Linked DNA regions of Nomascus leucogenys: region 2 is linked to region 1. A link is a contact called in public Hi-C data. All regions are on one chromosome and are shown on one strand. Each heading gives the region's core, a stretch centred on a gene start, on an enhancer-like site or on the middle of the called end of the contact. The rest is flanking DNA. Distances are from core to core; before and after follow the strand shown.

Region 1 (4,571 bases), core at 1,229-3,728:
TAATTTTGCAAAGAGTATTTGGGGCAGTCACGGTGGCTCATGCCTGTAATCCCAGCATTTTGGGAGGCTGAGGCGGGAGGATTACTTGAGGTCAGGAGTTTGAGACCAGCCTGGCCAACATGGGTGAAACTCCACCTCTATCAAAAAATACAAAAATTGGTTGGGTGTGATGGCAGGCACCTGTAGTCCCAGCTACTGGGGAGGCAGAGGTGGGAGAATCTCTTGAACCTGGGAGATGGAGGTTGTAGTGAGCTGAGATGGCGCCACTGCACTCCAGCCTGGACGACAGAGTGAGACCCTGTCTCAAGAAAAAAAAAAAGGAAGAAAAAAAAGAAAAAAAAAAGACAAATTGCACTTCTGCCCAAACCCTTGCCTGACCTAATAATAATAGCTAACATGTATTGAACACTTTCTATGTGTCTGCCCTGCCCTTTGCAATGTACTAGCTCAAAACTCCGATTAACTAGATATTTTTATTAGCTTAATTTTACAGATGTGAAAGCTGAGGCAGACAGATAAATGGCATGCTCAGGGTTTTAGAGCTGATAAGAGACAGGGTTGGAGTTAAAATCCACAGTCTAGTTCCAGTCAGTGGGCCTGCCTGACCACTGTGAAATGCCTGGCTGTGAGTCCCAGACTGGGGCTTTGGGTGCAAAGGGTGGCCGTATTTAAAAGTGAGATGCTGTCCAGTTACTCTCCGAAAGGGCTATGCTATTCTCTGGTACCACCAGAGTAAGAGTGAGGCCCTTTTTCTCCTCAAGGAGTATGTCTTTTTCTTTCTTTCTTTTTTTTTTTTTGAGACGGAGTCTTGCTGTGTTGCCCAGGCTGGAGTGCAGTGGCGTGATCTCGGCTCGCTGCAAGCTCCGCCTCCCTGGTTCACGCCATTCTCTTGCCTCAGCCTCCCGAGTAGCTGGGACTATAGGCGCCTGCCATCAGGCCTGGCTAATTTTTTGTATTTTTAGTAGAGATGGGGTTTCACCGAGTTAGCCAGGATGGTCTCTATCTCCTGACCTCGTGATCTGCTCGCCTTGGCCTCCCAAAGTGCTGGGATTACAGGCGTGAGCCACCGAGCCCGGCCAGGAGTGTCTTTTTCTTTTCTTTTTTTTGAGAGGGAGTCTTGCTCTGTCGCCCAGGCTGAAGTGCAATGGCACTATCTTGGCTCACCGCAACCTCCGCCTCCCGGGTTCAAGCGATTCTCCTGCTTCAGCCTCCTGAGTAGCTGGGATTACAGGCGCGCGCCACCACGCCCAGCTAATTTTTGTATTTTTTGTAGAGACGGGGTTTCTCCATGTTGGTCAGGCTGGTCTCGAACTCCCGACCTTGTGATCCGTCCGCCTCAGCCTCCCAAAGTGTTGTGATTACAGGCGTGAGCCACCGCACCTGGCAGGAGTGTGTCTTTTTCATTTCCATATCCTTGGGTGTAGGGGATATGGAAATGAAATATACCCCACATAAGGTCCAGCATGGAGCAGGTAGGTGCCTGTGGGATGGCTGGATGGATGAATGGATGGATGAAGGGGAGCAGACAGGTGTGGAGAGAGGGAGGACAGGTCACACCAGGGGGCCATTGCTCAGTGTGGCATCTTGCCTCTAAAACTCATTCATTTAACACGTTTGAAGTGTTCCTTATTTTTCGGTTCCTAGCCGACTCGCGCCTTCCTGGAGGGATCTGCTGAAGCGTCCCTCTCCGATCAGAGCCTTCCCTGACCTTCCTGTCTCCACCGCACCATGTATGCCTCACTCTCCTTATCCCGCTTAGTTTTTCTCCACAGCATCTATCCTCATCGTACAAGCATTTACACTTCTGTTGTGCTTATCGTCTTCCCCATCCCCGCAGGGGAGAATATGAACCTCACTAGGGCAGAGGCTTTGTTTGTTCACTGATTCATCACCGGGACTTAGGACATTTCCTGGTGTTAGTTGCCGCTCAGTCAGTATTTGGTGAATATGGCCCCTATTATTCACTGTTCCAGGAGCTGAGAGTGCAGCGGCGGGCGGGACAGAGATCCCGCCTTCAGGGCTCGACATTAATCCTGCCTGAAGGTGGGAGCCCGAAGAGGCTCTCCCAGCCCTGGGCTCCAGATCACTTTGTCCCTTCCTAAAGAAATCTAAGGCTGGCAGCGACGGCTCTCCCTTGGGCGCAACAGCCGCGCCCCCGGTGGCAGGCCCGCCTCACAGCGCCCCCTGGTGGCCCCGCGAGCGCCGCACTGGAGCCCCGCGCTCCGCAGGCGAGCTGGAAACCCCGGGAGCTCCCGGACCATTTCCTCCCAACTTTCGGACACTTCTGCTTTCGCCCGGGGCGGGAAGAGGAAGGAGGGCTGGGGGAGGGCGCGGCGCAGCGCAGGGCGGGGCAGGAAGGCTGGGGCTCTGGCGCTTTCTGCCACGGCGTCATCTGGAAGACCCGCTTTTTCAAAGGCGAAGACCCCACATTCTTGGAGGGCCTAGCTTTCCTCCGGGCCCAGCTCGGCTCTCACCTTACGCCCCTTCTCCCCGCGGGAGGTGAGTGGTTGCGGGGTCACAGGAGGAGGCGAGGGCCGGGCCAATGTCCGTCCTGCCGCCCTACGTCCCCTAGGTCCTACACCAGGGTTTTGGGGCCAAAGCAAGCAGTGCCTCTGTGTTTGGGGTCGGGCTTCTTCACGGTCTGTGAACACTACGCGCAAGCCTTCGGGCGCGCTATGGGCGAGCGCCCTGCCCTGGCGGGGGCCCCAGGGATCCGCAGGGAGGGGAAGGCCCCCGAACAGAAGTCAGGGCGCCACCTGGCGGCCGCAGCCCACAGCCCGTAGCCCGCAGCCCCCAGCCCCGCTGCCCGCAGCCCTCAGAGCCCAGACGCGCCTTGGGGTCTGCTTGGCCAGCGGGATCTGCAGACCCTAACCCTTCTGCAGGATCCCGGGTCCATTTCCCGTAGTGGCTGCGGGCCTGGGTCACTGACATACGTAAGGTATGACAATCCTACGCCAAGGTAGGATTGGACTTTGAACTGAGCAATGGCTGGGCATGGTGGTTCACTCCTGTAATCTCAGCACTTTGGGATGCTGAGGCAGGAGAATCGCTTGAGCCTAACAGTTCGAGACCAAGCCTGGGCAACATAGGGAGACCCTGCCTCTACAATAAATAAATAAATACGGAGCCAGGTGGGCGTGGTGGCGCGCGCCTGTACTCTCAGCTACCCGAGAGGCTGAGGTGGGAGGATCTCTTGAGCCTGGCAGGTCCAGGCTGCGGTGAGCTGTGATGGCACCACTGAGCTCCAGATTGAGCGATAAAGTGAGACCTGGTTTCAAAAAAAAAGCAAAACAATATATAAAAGAGCTGAGCACTGACCAGTCCAAGCATGAGAATGGCTTCTGTTGCTGTTGGAACTCAAGTTTCCTGACTTCATGGATGCCCTGAGGGCTCAAAATGGCTTTACCTCCGCTCCATAGTTCTATTTTTTTCTCCCCTGTCTATATTGTTCCTTTTATTCGGTCTTGATAAAGTGTGTGTGTGACAATAAAATGAATACATGGTCGCTATTTTTAAAAATGGAGAAAGTTCCTGTGGTTCCTGTTGGAATTTTTCCCCTTCCTGAGAACATGGGTCTGTGCTCACTGGAAATGTAGGTTTGCTGGTTCTCCTTCCTTAATCTTGGCAGGACTCTTGGCCGGGGGTCAAGTCCACTCCCCTTCCTGGTGTGGGCAGGAATGGCCCATTTATCTTCAGGGCTGGAAGCACCTTGGAGGCAGCTCTGGAATTGGTGAGACTGGGGGTGGGAGGTAGGGGGTGTCAGAAGGGAGGCATTGGGCATCCTCAGATGTTTCTCACTTTTTTCCTTTTGCATAACTTGATTAATTTTTTGTTTTTGTCAAGTTCTTGCCCATTCAAAAACAGTTTTATTTTATTATTATTATTTTTTTTGAGACAGGGTCTCACTCCGTCACCCAGACTGGAGTGAAGTGGCACAATCACGGCTCACTGCAGCCTCCACGTCCCTGGGCTCAGGTGATCCTTCCACCTCAGCTTCCTGAATAGCTGGGACTACAGGCGTGCGTTGGCTAATTTTTTTTTCTTTCTTTTTTTTTTTTTTTTTTTGTAGAGATGGGGTTTCACCACGTTTACCAGATTGGTCTTGAACTCCTGGGCTCAAGCTATCCACCCTGCTCTGCCTCCCAAAGTGCTGGGATTACAGGCGTGAGCCACTGTGCCTGGCCGTTTTATTTTATTGTAGTAGGTTTGCCTGTTGTTTTGTTTTATTTTTTTTTTCAGACAGGGTCTCACTCTGTCGCCCAGGCTGGAGTGCAGTGGTGTAATCTCGGCTCAGTGCAACCTTCACCTCCTGAGTTCAGGTGATCCTCCCACCTCAGCCTCCCAAGTAGCTGGGACCACAGGTGGGCACCACCACACCCAGCTAATTTTGTTGTTGTTGTTGTTGTTGTTGTTTTGTAGAGATGAGGTTTCGCCATGTTCCTCAGGCTGATGTTGAACTCCTGGGCTCAAGTGATCCCTGCCTTGGCCTGCCAAAGTGCTGGGATTACAGGTGTGACCCACCACACCCGGCCAGCTTTATTTTCTTGTATTAGGTATACCTTGTTTTATTA
Region 2 (4,571 bases), core at 721-3,220, 240 kb before region 1:
ATACTCTATAATTAGTTAATACTTCAAAGTTCAAAAGCTATGATATTCTACAATTAGTTAATACTTCAAAGTTCAAAAGCTATGATATTCTATAATTAGTTAATACTTCAAAGTTCAAAAGCTATGATATTCTATAATTAGTTAATTCTTTATTCCAAGAAATCTAAAATGTGTACATCTTACCTGATTTGCTTTTGTAGGGGTAAGGCAATCTTACCAATTTAAAGACAATAGGCTGAAACAGGTATCTGTGAAATCTGACTGGTATTGAATAATTGACTAATGCCCTGATTAGCATCTATTCCAATTTTTTTCTTACTTAAAAAGTGATGTACATATTTGAAAAAGGAAGGAACACTTATTTTGTTATTCCCTGAGGGGTTTAAAAACTAAGACTGAATGAATGAGAAAAGACAAGTTAAAAATAAGAAAAGGTTCTAGAACAACACAAGGAAGTAAAAAAAGAGTGGAAAAAAATATATGAATAAGAAAACCATATTCAGAAATAAAACTAAAATTAAGAGCACAACATTATGGAGCTTATTGCCTTTGAGAAGCTCGGCAAAGAAAAGAAAAAAGAAGAAAAGAATAAAAAGAGGCCGGGCGCGGTGGCTCACGCTTGTAATCCCAGCACTTTGGGAGGCCAAGGCGGGCGGATCACGAGGTCAGGAGATCGAGACCACGGTGAAACCCCGTCTCTACTAAAAATACAAAAAAAAATTAGCCGGGCGTGGTGGCGGGCGCCTGTAGTCCCAGCTACTCGGAGAGGCTGAGGCAGGAGAATGGCATGAACCCGGGAGGCGGAGCTTGCAGTGAGCCAAGATTGCGCCACTGCACTCTAGCCTGGGTGACAGAGCGAGACTCCGTCTCAAAAAAAAAAAAAAAAAAAAAGAATAAAAAGAAAAGAAAAGGAAGGAAGGAAGCTTGAAGGAAGGAAGGAAGGAAGGAGAAAGAGAGAAAGAAAGAAAAAAGGTAGTTTTTTTTTCTGACAAGCATTAGTTTCAGTACTATGAAGTCCAGATTGGGAGGGAAAAAAATGTCTGAGTACAGAGTCAGAAATGAGAAATCTATTAATACAATTTCCTTAGAAAACAAAAGAATAACTTTAGTTCTCATTCCTGATTTTACTCTTATATGAACTTGGTGAAGTAAGGTTCGTGTATTTCTGGAAATTACCTACTTAATAAAGAAATTGAATAAAATTGCTGTCATTATAGTAAACCTTTACCTTCACTCAATAACACTAGTAATGACAGTACCACCCACAACTTTCTAGAAGAAATAAATAGGTCTGCATGGAGCCCAAATATATTAAGACAATAAGTACATTTTACTGGAAAATAGCAATACATTATTAATTTCAGTTAAAAATCAAGCAGGTAGACAACACACACACACAAAAAAAGGAAGAAATAAAGAAGAAATCAAGCAGGCATGGAGGGACACATAAGGGTCTTGGATAACTGAATTACTTTGTCAAATCATGAAAATCAAGAGTGCTGGTATCAAGAAATAGGAGAAGGCGCCAAAACCATATAAATGTTATAAATGGTTCAGAAAAAAACTTAAGCAGCTATTTTTCTATTAAATATATTATGCTGGTTTATAGTTACTAAAGCACATGGTGGGCTCAAATTAAAATATAAAAGACTTACCTAAGATGCCAAAATAGAAACTGCCCTATCCTCCGATTACCAAGTGCTCTTTCTAATAGGAATCTAGAGAGGGCACAATCAAGAAAAGGCTCATATTTTAAAACTTGCACCAGTTGTAAAAGATACTGAGAAAGTTCTTCATCACTGAAAGAAACAAAAGACACAGTGAGTAACCAAACAACCTGTGCCAGAAAAAGATCCCTTCCTATCAAACTATCAAATGTGAACTTGTTGAAACACAATGGTTCTTTTGGGTCAAGCTTGTTACATGCTTGCCTTCACTGTACCACTGTTACAATATCACAAAAAAAGCTGAAGATTTCAGATGGGGAAAGGGGAGTGAAGAGGGTCAAAGAACAGATACTAGAGATACTTTAATCAAATGAATTAGATTGTGATATGGTATGGCTTTTGTCCCTACCCAATTCTCACCTCGAATTATAATCCCTGTAATTCCCACGTGTTAAAGGAGCATCCTGGTGGGAGGTGACTGAATCAATGTGGCCCTCCATGCTATTCTCATGACAGTGAGTGAGTTCTCATAAGATCTGATGGCTTAATAAGAGGTGGTTTCCCCTGCTCTTTCCCTTTTCCTGCGACCTTGTGAAGATGGTACTTGCTTCTCCTTCGCCTTCTACCATAATTTTAAGTTTTGTGAGGCCTCCCTAGCCATGTGGAACTGTGAGTCAATTAAACATCTTTCCTTCATAAATTACCCAGTCTCAGGTATTTCTTTATAATGGTGTGAAAATGGACTACTACAGATTGTTAAAATTCATGACTGTATTTTCAGTCAGCTGAGAGTTACCAAAAATATTAGGTACTTTAATACTGATTTCTGATCATGCTAAAAAATTTGTGCTTAGTAAAACAATCATTTTTAAAATAAAAATTCCATCAGTACTTTCACAATTTATTTTCCTTTGCTGTCATTAGGGTTAAGTAAGTCGTCCCAGATAACCAATGTACAATTAAAATCTTAACTTCAAATAGTTTGAAGGATGAGAAAGTGCATACATTTATAAGTGCGAATTGATCATTGAAATAATATAACAGATAACATTGTAATTAACTGAGTTCAATTAATTAAGATTAGTGGTTCTCTTATTTTGTGTCAATCTCCAAACCATTCACCTGTAAACACACTCCCATCAGAGGCAATTCCAGCAGTATAAGGTATGAAGCCCAAGTGCCCCAAGTGCTCCACTTACTCTCCATAGTCTTGGGTAATAAATGGTTAAGGAATTAGTAGTCTAAGGCAGATATCTGGGACTGAAACCCAGGGCACTATATACTAAAACCAAAAACTCATAACCAGAAAATTTCACAATAGAAAAACCACCAGAATTAGCTACACGGAATACACGGATCACCGCAATCTCCTCAGAGGGATCAATGTGTTTAAGAAAAACACTTGGCTCAGCCCAAGGAGAACCAGGTGGCCCCTCCACAAGAGATCTCCAATGCAAACTTAAGGAGATGGTGAAGCAACTGGGAATTCATTTTTTAAAACTACCTATAACACAATTTTGATTAGGTTTATTGTAAAATTCATGCCCATTATATAACCTATAAATAGTGTAAAAAATAGAAAGTATAGGAAGTTGTTTCCTCTTCTCTCACACTTCTAATTTCACTCCCCAGAAGTAAGCACTATTGGTGAGTCTGTGTAATTTCTTTTGGCTATTACACAGCTTAAAACATACACGATTTTAAAAAGAAAAAAGGATCATAGTATCCACACTATTTTGTGGGCTTTTATTTTTCAACAACCATAAAGTACATAAGCCTCATTTTTGAACCTAGAAAGAAAATGGATAAACTTCATTGTCTGAGACAGTCATTTCTTCAGTGAATCTCATAGATTCTCACAAATGCACCACCCAAGGGAGACTGTACAAACTGTTCACTGAAGCATTATTTATAATAGGGAAATGTGGAGAAACTTAAATATTCCTTAATAGGGAATGAATTAAATAAGATATATCCCTATGACAGAATATTACACAGTAGTGAAAGGAATAAATGACATTTAAACATAATGGGAGAGACTAACCTCAAAAACCTGATGTTGAATTTTTATTTTTATTTATTTATGTATTTGTATTTTATTTTTTGAGACAGGGTCTCACTCTGTCACCCAGGCTGGAGTGTAGTGGCACCATCTCAGCTCCTGCAACTTCCGCCTCCAGGGCTCAAGTGATCCTCCTACCTCAGCCGCCCAAGTAGCTGGGACCACAGGTGTGCACCTCCACGCCCAGCTAGTGTCTCTGTATTTTTGGTAGAGATGGGGCTTAACCGTGTTGCCAAGGCTGGTCTCAAACTCCTGGGCTTATCAATCTGCCTGCATTTGTCTCCCAAAGTGATGGGATTATAGGTGTGAGCCACCACGCCTGGCTGAATTTTTTTTTTTTTTTGGAGACGGAGTCTCGCTCTGTCGACCAGGCTGGAGTGCAGTGGTACAATCTCGGCCCACTGGAACCTCTGCCTCCTGGGTTCAAGTGATTCTTCTGCCTCAGCCTCCTGAGTAGCTGGGATTACAGGCACTGGCCACCACGCCTGGCTAATTTTTTGTATTTTTAGTAGAGATGGGGTTTCACCATGTTGGCCAGGCTGGTCTCAAACTCCTGACCTCAAGTGATCTGCCTGCCTCAGCCTCCCAAAGTGCAGGGATTACAGGCATAAGCCATTACACCCAGCTGTCTGGCCGAATTTTTAAAAAGCATGATATAAACTAATGCATATGGCAAGACACATTTGTGTAATAACAATTCCATGTCTATATTTTCACAGATATATATGAAACAGAAAAATGTGATATAGAAGCATACACACCAAATTCATGATAATGTTTGCCTCTGGGAAGGAAGAGAAGTAATCAAAACTGGATAAGGAAACTATGAGGACTTCAACTTT

What was found. A called contact is a pair of places that touch in the nucleus more often than the background predicts.
Region 2: a contact with region 1 is called in a Hi-C map of a lymphoblastoid cell line, with 10 times the contacts expected there. The contact joins two enhancer-like sites. A contact is called at or near these places in 2 of 4 Hi-C or Micro-C datasets (a lymphoblastoid cell line and an unstated tissue).

Annotation. Positions count from the first base shown.
Region 1 is chr8:11,883,403-11,887,973 of Asia_NLE_v1, reverse strand. No RefSeq gene overlaps it. Among named protein-coding and RNA genes, the nearest start is that of FOXL2, 33 kb to the right of the region's middle. Within about 2 kb of position 2,478, the one cell type or tissue checked has an H3K27ac peak away from gene starts, as active enhancers do. A contact at or near this core is called in a lymphoblastoid cell line, where this site is marked.
Region 2 is chr8:12,120,635-12,125,205 of Asia_NLE_v1, reverse strand. It overlaps PIK3CB (phosphatidylinositol 4,5-bisphosphate 3-kinase catalytic subunit beta isoform), which reads right to left. Exons shown (of 24, transcript XM_030816749.1): 15 at 1,656-1,799. Among named protein-coding and RNA genes, the nearest start is that of FAIM, 82 kb to the left of the region's middle. Within about 2 kb of position 1,970, the one cell type or tissue checked has an H3K27ac peak away from gene starts, as active enhancers do. A contact at or near this core is called in a lymphoblastoid cell line, where this site is marked.